2 separate regions of the Gossypium arboreum genome follow, and region 2 is linked to region 1. Evidence: chromatin contacts called from public Hi-C data. All regions are on one chromosome and are shown on one strand. Each heading gives the region's core, a stretch centred on a gene start, on an enhancer-like site or on the middle of the called end of the contact. The rest is flanking DNA. Distances are from core to core; before and after follow the strand shown. Region 1 holds the start of LOC108477280 (putative pentatricopeptide repeat-containing protein At1g74580). Region 2 holds the start of LOC108465934 (myb-related protein 306-like).

Region 1 (5,447 bases), core at 666-3,165:
TAATTTCTGTTTTGGATCACTAGATTTACTCAAACTTTTCATTTTATTAAATTACGTTTAGAAAAAGTCACAGGCTCCAAATCTAGTTATCGTTATTATTTTGTTTACTCATCAATTAATTAGACATTAATTTAAGGACTAAAATATTATTTAAATGATATCATTTTGAAAATATTTCTGTTTTTATATTAAAATATTAAATAATATTTAGAGTTCGTTTGGATAGTATAGAGTACACTTTGTTCTAATTACAAATAATTATAATTCTCTAGGCATGTTCTAATTACACGTAATTCCTTATATCATGATAGTACAAATTATAATTACACATTTACATCATTTATACTTTTAAAATATTAATTACTATAAGAATTATTAATATGATAAAAATAATTTTAATTAAGTAACAATAATTAAAAGCAAATCATCATAAGTATTATTTAGTTTAAAGAAAAAACAATTGATAATATGAGTACTAATGAGAATAACAAAAAGAAAAATATTATATGCAATTTTATCTAATTATTCGTAGTAGATTTGTTAGATTATTCCTTTTTAATATTTAACATATGCTTTCTATCGTCCTTTGTTTGTTCTTGATCGAGTTCATTATCATTTAAATTTTAATCTGCATCATTAGAATTATCAAGATCTCCTTCTTTCATGTACTTTTTCAAGTATGAATCATTTCAATTCCACATATGATTGAATTTATGAAACATGCAACATGCTAGTATGATCCAACCTAATTTTTTTTTTATACTAAGGTGATGTTAATATGTAAAGTATTTTTTTTAAAAATAACAAATGTCTTCTCAACCACATTTAAAAGCCTTAAATGTCTCAAATTAAAGAGTTTGTAACATATTTATGGTGCTTGTTTTCAGCATCATTCTCTCAAATGGTATCATACCCCACAACAAGATACAATAAATTCTTTTATATTTGTATAATTAACATCAACATTGTAATATTTGAAATTCACAATATAATTAATATGTAAATTAAGTAAAAATAATATAAAACAAACTAGAATTAATTTAGAGTAAATTTTAATACTACATCGTAGTATTGGTAAACTTTGACATATGGGCATATAGAATAATGAAGTAAAACCATTAGCTTGATCTAAGAAAAAATTAGTGAAAAGAGTGGATTTGATTAAACAAGATGGCCTGCTCAAAATGCTATTCATTGAAGAAACTTTAAACATAAATTCAAATGAAAAATCAAAGCTTTAACGAAATTCAACAACAAAATAGAATCGAAGTTTGTAAGTACGATTAATTCATAACCGCATTTAAAAAAGAACCCCCATGAAAAACAAAAAAACAAAACCCCAATAAATACTGCTCACAAAGAAAAGCCCAAAGAAACCCACTATACAGAAAAGAACACATAAAAATAGCATAACATTGTTGAGAGTGGGATTTGAACCCACGCCCTTTCGGACCAGAACCTTAATCTGGCGCCTTAGACCAACTCGGCCATCTCAACACCACTGTTAATATCCTATTTTATAATTATAAACTATAAAACATTTTGACATAATCACTTTACAATTGTAAAATCACCTTAAAATAAATAAAAATATTTATTTACGGTTATTAACTTTAATGATATAGCAAGTAAATGAAAATATTTATATTTTTAATTTTAATGATATAGTGTCTACGTGACCGTTTATATATATGTTACATTAAAAATAAGCAAGATACAGATCTCTAATACTAATCTACATATTATTAATTCAACTTAGATTTTAAGTGATTTGAGTATTTTCAATCCATTGCTGTCATATTCTTTAACACACATTAGGATACTTGCTATGGCTGCTTAGACAACTAACATAAAGACTTGAAATTTAAATGGTAAATCAATTAAAACCTTCATAAGAGGCACCGCGCAAAAGAAGAAAATTCTCACCATACTCGATTAAAAGGTAACATGCATGTGTAGGGGCTGAGCCATCTCACAATAAGAGGGTATGATTTCTCCATCCAAACCCCAACCCAAATCCAAACCCGTCTCTACTTTCACGCACCCTTCCACTATAGCCATTTTTTTCCCTTTCTCCTGCTCTTCAAAGCGCAGTTGAAAAGAATGAAAATTGGAGATACTTTATATTACCCTGCTTGCCGTTCGATTGAGTATACGAGATGGGTCCCAATTTAAGCTTCAAATAGCGATATCTGAACCGTTGATTGGGTTGAATTCTGAAACTCCCGCTACCTTTTCTCCCTTTGGAATAACCTTCAGCCACGCCAATTCAAATTGGAGTTCAATCTCTTCTTGGCTACTTTCGGGCATTACAAATGCTGCAACTTTTTTCTGGTATCCTTTCTTTCTTTAATTCTATGTTTCAGTTTTATTTATTTATTTATTGTCTATGCTAATATCGAGTAGTTAATGCATTGCTGCTTTTATTTGTTTCCTGAGAAAGTGGAAGAAAAGAAGACAATTTTTTTAACCCATTTGCTTACTTTACTTGTTTCCCATATTATCTTAGATTTAGCATTGAAGGATTTGATTCCTTTTTATATCTGTTAATCATTGAAGTGTAGAGCTTTTCATTCCTGAAAAGAGTATCTAATTTTGGACTAGGGTTTTTCGAATTACAAACTAATGGTCATTTCTTTTGGGTAATTTTTTTCTTGTTTTAGGATAAGCCAAAGCTTAATGTGAGAAGAAGAGCTGAACGCCTTCAGATGTTAATTGGCTTAATAGGTTTGGATATGATTATATTGTGTTAGATTTCTCTTTTTGGAATGAGTCCTGCTTTGCTTCCTAAACATGTAGCTGCAGTTGTAAAACACCAAAGGGATCCGCTCAAAGCGCTTCAAATGTTCAATGCAGTAAAGAAAGAAGATGGATTCAAGCATACTTTGTTAACCTATAAGTGCATGATTGACAAGCTTGGGTTTCATGGGGAATTTGAGGCTATGGAGAAGGTACTGCTAGAGATGAGACTGAATGTCGACAGCAGTCTGCTTGAAGGAGTTTATATCGGGTGCATGAGAAATTATGGACGCAAACAGAAAGTTCAGGAAGCCATCGCTGTGTTTGAAAGGATGGATTTTTATAATTGCGAGCCAACAGTTTTATCATATAATGCAATCATGAATATTTTGGTTGAATATGGATATTTCAATCAAGCGCACAAGGTGTATATGAGAATGAGAGATAAAGGGATCGTCCCCGACGTGTACACTTTTACGATTAGGATAAAGTCATTTTGTAGGACAAAGAGGCCTCATGCTGCTTTAAGGCTTCTTAGAAACATGCCTATGCTAGGATGTGAGATAAATGCAGCAGCTTATTGTACTGTAGTAGGAGGGTTTTTTGAAGAGAACCATCACATTGAGGCATATGAGTTGTTTGATGAGATGCTTAAGCTCGGAATTGCTCCAAATATCACTTCTTTTAATAAACTTATACACATTCTTTGCAAGAAGGGGAATGTTCGAGAAAGCGAAAAGCTGCTGAACAAGGTCATGAAGAGGGGAGTGTCTCCAAATTTGTTTACAGTCAATATCTTTATCCAAGGGCTTTGCAGAAAAGGTGCACTAAATGAGGCCGTTAGTTTTTTGAATGGTGTGGCTGAGGAAGGTCTGAAACCAGATGTTGTTACATACAATACCTTAATATGTGGCTTGTGTAAGAGCGCCAAGGTTGTAGAAGCTGAAATATTTTTGCATAAAATGGTGAATGAAGGTTTGGAGCCAGATGGTTTTACCTACAATGCTGTCATTGATGGATATTGCAAATTGGGCATAATACAAAATGCAGATAAGATTCTCAACGATGCAGTTTTCAAGGGTTTTATTCCCGATGAATTCACTTATTGTTCCTTAATTAACGGTTTATGCCAGCATGGTGAGACAGACCGTGCTGTGGCTGTATTTAATGAGGCTTTGGGGAAAGGATTAAAACCTAATATTATTATGTATAACACTCTTATCAAAGGGTTGTCTTTGCAGGGGCTGATTTTGCAAGCCTTGCAGCTGATGAATGAGATGTCGGAAAATGGTTGCAGTCCCAACATATGGACTTACAATATAGTTATAAATGGATTATGCAAGATGGGGTGTGTCTCTGATGCTAACAATTTACTGAATGATGCTATTGCGAAAGGTTACCTTCCGGATATTTTTACATTTAATACTTTGATCGATGGATACTGTAAGCAGTTGAAAGTGGAAAATGCAGTTGAGATTTTAAATCAAATGTGGAACTATGATGTTATTCCTGATGTGATAACATATAACTCTGTGCTGAATGGCCTCTGTAAAACTTCGAAGTCCGAAGATGTCATGGAAACTTTTAAAACCATGATGGAGAAAGGGTGCATTCCCAATGTAATCACATACAATATACTTGTTGAGAGCCTCTGTAAAGCTCGAAAAGTTAACGAAGCAATGGACTTGCTCGAGGAAATAGAAAAGAAGGGTCTTTCTCCAGATATCGTTAGTTTTGGCACGCTGATCCATGGATTTTGTGATAACGGAGACCTGGATGGAGCATATCAGCTGTTTAAAAGAATGGGACAAAGATACACGGTTTGTCATACAACGGCGACGTACAATATTATGATCAATGCTTTTTCTGAGAAGCTAAAGATCAATATGGCTGAAAAGCTTTTCCATGAAATGGGTGAAAATGGTTATACCCCTGACAGTTATACGTATCGTGTCATGATTGATGGCTTCTGCAAAACGGGAAGGGTTGATTCAGGTTATGATTTCCTTCTGGAAAAAGTTACAAAAGGGTTCATTCCATCGTTAACAACATTCGGACGGGTTATAAACTGTCTTTGCGTAGAGAATAGGGTTAATAATGCAGTTGGTCTCATCCACCTTATGGTGAAAAAGGACATTGTTCCTGAGATCGTGAACACCATTTTCGAGTCAGATAAGAAGGAAATTGCAGCTCCTAAGATAGTTGTAGAAGATTTGTTGAAAAAGGGTCATATAACTTATTATGCATATGATCTTCTTCATGATGGAGTTAGAGATAAAAAGCTGCTAAAAAAGCTTCAGAGTGGGTAATATCATAATTTTCATAGAGGATTGTATACTGTTTTGAATCACAAATTTATAAAGATATGTTTTTATTATAAACGTAGTAAAATGTCATTGCAATCATCAATTATGTGTTTTTATAGGTTAAAAGTTACTCTGCCAATATCTTCAAGCATCCCTTACTATAGAAAACCCTTTAATAATAAATGGAAAGGAAATAACCAATACCTTGGAACTTATTGAAATGAGAACTAGCCATACACGAAGTGCTGTTTAAGTCTTTATATTGCTTTCCCATTTTGCTTAAAAGACTCCATGATAGATACGGTTTGACAATAATACGACATTCCAAGATTCTTACGTAACATTTGCATTCAAGTCTAAATAGTTTAAATAACATTCAGTCTTCAATTAAATCCTAATTTA
Region 2 (4,895 bases), core at 1,596-4,095, 170 kb after region 1:
TAAGTAAAATCAAATTTTAAATGTAAAATTTTTAAGATAATATAATGTTAAAATAAATAAAATTGAATTGAATTAATTGAAAGAAGGTGATAAATAACTTTTATTTACTTATTATTTTCCACATTTTTATAGATAAAAATTTATCAGATTATTTTAAATTTTAGATTATTAAAGGTATGAAAAAGAATAAATTAATAAAAATATTAATTACTCTTAATCATATCTCTTGTATATTAAAGAAAACAAGTTATTGAAAGTTAGCAATGAGTGTAGTGTAGATTGAAAGTTGAACCATTTTTCCCCAAAGAGTATATCTATGGTTTATAATTGGCTGCTAACAACATTTTTTGGCCATTACTTACTTAGACCTAATAATATAGGTTTTCATAATCAGGATGTTGATTGCTTGAGAAGGACTCCAAACATTATTTTTATCTAATAAAAATATTTGACATTTGCCAAATATTTATTGTCAATGATAATTATTTCATGTAAATATGAAAATAAACCCTTTTTAGTGGATGATGGGTAAATTCAATAAAAACTTGGCTAACCACTACTACCTTCCAAATTAAGTAATTATTGCCTTAACAAAACACTCTTTTTCATAAAAATTATTTCATCTATTTTTCTTTCAAATTTAAAATGAATTTTCTACTTCTATTTGGAGGAGAGTTTCTTTGACGAATAATTAAGCAAGTAAACCCATCCTTTTTTAAATTTATTTTGATAATGTATAATTAGTGAATAATACATCTCAGTTTTAGAAAAATAAAAATAAAAATAGTAGATTTATCATTTTATTTAACCTGAATCAAATATTAATTATCATTATTATCTTTTGCTTTATTTTTTGGTTTAGAGTTTATATTTAAATAAAATTATTAATATTTTTATAATTTATTTTTATTTTTATTTCACTCATGATGATATTGTTGTATTGATATTCGTTGATAATATATAAAACTTATGCAATACCATATATCAAATATTTATCTTATCATTATTCTTTAACAAGTTACTAAAAAGAAGCAATCGGGTCATGTTTGCTTATTAAATTTTAGGAAACTTATATACTTTTCTTTAGCATAACCATAAATTTAATTATTAATGTTTATGTCTTTTTCAATTTAATTCTTATTTATTTTTAATTAAATTTAATCTTCTACCTTTTAAAATAGTCTTATTTGACCATAAGCCCTTAAAAATAAGTTGATTTGTTTTTTTTTTTTACGAAAATACTAACTAAAATGTTAAAATTTTTAAACATGATAACATGAGAATCTATATGTACTTTATGCTCTCTTTTCTTTTTTTTAATTTTCATCAGCTTTTATAATTTTTGAAATTTGAAATCTTTTTTAAATATATTTTATAATTTTATGAAAATAAGACAAATAATATCATGTTAGTGTGACACACATGTATGCTATCATGCGGGTTGTGATGCAAATATTATTAAGAAAACAATGTTTTAGTTAGCATTAAGCAGCTAAACTTACCATTATGTATTTTGATTTTCTTATAGATGTTTTAACACTTTAAAATAATAAAACCTAGGCTATATCAATATCTATATGCGAACGTGTCACTAAAAAATAATGGGTAACATGCAAAGTATAATTTCACCATAGCTATTGAATTTTGATGCATATGCAAATTATGAATGTTGCTTAAACATAATAGTAGACTTGAAATTGTGTACATTTATATATTTAGACATTTTTGTTTTTTCAAATTATATTTTTGTTTTTTTCTTTTTTTTTAGTATATCCATTTCGCATAGCACTGACACAAGTTTAATAGAAGTTTTTGGGGTGAAATCTATTCCATCGTCCCGCTCTATCATAAATGTACAATTTTAAAATTATTGTCACCTTTATAAATGTGGGATTCATTCATCCCATTTTGATTTAATTTTGTTAAATATTTTAATATTTTAATTTTTAAAGGAAAATAAATATTTTAACACAGTTTTTAAGAAAAATATTTAATTTCAATAACAGCATAAAACATATGAGTTTTTTATAATATATTTGCACGTTTTTATCTTTTTAGTAGTTATAAATATATAAAGGTAAAATAATAATTTCATATAGTGAACCAAGGTAGTACGGGACAAACAATTACCATAACAGTTCTATATCATTGTCCAAAAAAAAAATTCACCTTACTCCTATCTCATTCACTTTCTTTATAAAAAAATGGCTCCATTCAAAATTAACCAATTTAAAATTTATCAGATGGTTCAAATTTGCCAACTTAGTGAAAAGTTAATAACTTTTTTTTTAATTTTTTTGTGTCTGTTTTATAATTTATGTTTAAAACTTATGATTACTCCTCTTAATAATATCATTTCTAAAATTCATATATGTACTTTTCTATTAAAAGTACAATATACTTTATGGGAAAGGATTGTATGAAACAATGACGCCACGTCATCTATATCCCTTTCCAATAATTTTATGCCACATCAGTACTCTTATCCTGAATTTTAGGATTTTATCCGGAAAAAAATTAAATCTAAATTAAAATACTAAAATTCAGGATAAAATCCTGAAATTCAGAATAAGAATACTGATGTGGCATAAAACTATTAGAAAGGGATACAGATGACATGGCGTCACTGTTTCATACAATCCTTTTTCTATGCTTTATTATTACACGTAAGTATTTATTTACATGTGAATGAGAAAATTAAAGTTATCGTAAAAATAAATAACTTAATCATGATTAGCAAATTTAAGTATCTGCACAAATTTTCCCTTGACAAGATAAAGTCTCATTGCTAAAAGGAAAAAAAAAAAAAAGAGTGAAAAGAGAGTGTTAATCGGTGGCACCTCCAAGTCTAAGCATAGCATACCCGACAATGAATGCCACACGGTTTTTGAGAGGCAAAGCTGCTAAGAGGCAAAGCAAGAGTCTAAACCATAGGCTGACTTTTGGCAAGCAATGAGTAAATGCTGCGTGATGTCCGTTTTGACTCTCTTTTTTTATTTTTTAATTTGCAAAAACCCCTTTTACCCCATCAATCAGGTCAGCCTCTATTCTCTCTCTTCTTCTCTCTTCTTTTCTTTATATATAACCAAACCAAACCAAACCAAACCAAACCCTTGCCTTTCAGCCTTGTCTGTCTCCACCATTTCTCTTAGGGTATTTACATAGTAGACACAAAAAAAAAAACAGATTTCAACATCTACCTAGCTATATCTCAAACCCTCTTCCTTCACATACCAATTACATCAACATTTAAATCCTTCATAACCCTTTTTTGCTTCTCAAACATTGAATCAAATCTTCTTCTTCAAGTTGGTCTTAAGCTTTGTGCTAAAGAGAGAAGAAATTTAAGTGGAAAGATGGGTAGGCCTCCTTGCTGTGACAAAATCGGTGTGAAGAAGGGACCATGGACTCCTGAAGAAGATATCATATTGGTCTCTTATATTCAAGAACACGGTCCAGGAAATTGGAGATCTGTTCCTACTAATACTGGTATGTAATCAGTTTCACTCTTTTTCAGCTTCCAAGTTTTAACTTCAATCCCCTTTTCTTGGTCTTTTTTCCATATTTTTCGTTTGGGGTGTTAGTTGGGATCATTAAAGAGGTGCAATAAATATACAGGCCTCTTCCTTTTTAACATTAAATTCATCTTGTTTCTTTCCATTACTCTCCTTTCAGATGTGTGTGGGGGGTTTTAACTTTTGGTCTTTTCATTAGGGATTTGGTTTCCTTCAATGATTTTTTTTAATGTTGATGTTTCAGGTTTGCTGAGATGCAGCAAGAGTTGCAGGCTCCGATGGACCAACTATCTCCGGCCAGGTATCAAACGTGGTAACTTCACTGAACAAGAAGAGAACATGATCATCCATCTCCAAGCTCTTTTAGGCAATAGGTAAGATTACGATCATAAAATATTTGTTTCTTTCTCTCTCGAGAGAGAGTCTCTTACTTGAAGTGTTTGTTTTTTTTTTGGGGGGGTGCAGATGGGCTGCCATAGCTTCCTATCTTCCTCAGAGAACAGATAATGACATAAAGAATTACTGGAACACCCATTTGAAAAAGAAGCTGAAAAAGGTTGAAACAGGCGTTGATGGCCAAAATCAAGAGGGGTTTTCTTCTGCACAATCAGTGTCCAAAGGGCAGTGGGAGAGGAGGCTTCAAACGGATATCAGGATGGCTAAACAGGCCCTTTCTGATGCTTTATCCCTTGATAAACCAAACTCTTTGACAAATTCCATTGAGTTCAAGCTCTCTCACCCTTACTTAAGACTAGCTCAATCTCAATCATCTACTACTTATGCATCAAGTGCTGAGAACATATCACGGTTGCTCCAGAACTGGATGAAGAATCCACCCAAACCCGCACCTGCGCCTCGTCAAACAAAATCGGCCGAAACAATGACTCAGAACTCCAGTTCTAGTGATGAAGGAGCGTTGAGTGAAGCCACACCCGAGGGTTTTGATTCCTTTTTAACCTTCAACTCCTCTAATTCAGACAATATTTCTCATGAATCTGTGTCGGTGGCCGAGAACAGTGTGTTCCAAGATGAAAGCAAGCCCAATCTCAGATTGATAGAGAAATGGCTCTTGGATGATGCTTCAGGTCAGGCTCATGATGATGACCTAATTAACATGTCTTTACAAGATAGTGCTGCTTTGTTTTGAAAAACTAAATTAATATAACGCATCAAAGTTTTAATTAGGGTTTCTTTTTGGTGTGTCTGTAGGTTTTTTTAGGCCTTTCTTTCTATAGTTTATAAGCAGGAAGATAACAGCCCTATCTGGGAAGAAGCAAGAAACAAGAAGTGTAAATTACAGCTATATTATTATTATGCTATATATATGTACTGGATCATAATAAACTAGAAATCCCTATATACTAATTAACTTGGAGTTTC

What was found. Hi-C and Micro-C count contacts between places; a contact is called where the count stands out from the background.
Region 2: a contact with region 1 is called in a Hi-C map of leaf, with 7 times the contacts expected there. The contact joins the promoter of LOC108465934 here to the promoter of LOC108477280 in region 1. A contact is called at or near these places in 2 of 5 Hi-C or Micro-C datasets (both in leaf).

The regions. Positions count from the first base shown.
Region 1 is chr12:108,007,681-108,013,127 of ASM2569848v2, forward strand. It overlaps LOC108477280 (putative pentatricopeptide repeat-containing protein At1g74580), which reads left to right and starts at 1,916. Exons shown (of 2, transcript XM_017779786.2): 1 at 1,916-2,334; 2 at 2,664-5,120. The coding sequence starts at 2,769. The coding sequence ends at 5,048. It overlaps TRNAL-AAG (transfer RNA leucine (anticodon AAG)), which reads right to left and starts at 1,497; the gene lies at 1,417-1,497.
Region 2 is chr12:108,176,327-108,181,221 of ASM2569848v2, forward strand. LOC108465934 (myb-related protein 306-like) reads left to right here and starts at 2,846. Exons shown (of 4, transcript XM_017766314.2): 1 at 2,846-3,489; 2 at 3,760-3,889; 3 at 3,981-4,600; 4 at 4,725-4,884. The coding sequence starts at 3,357. The coding sequence ends at 4,750.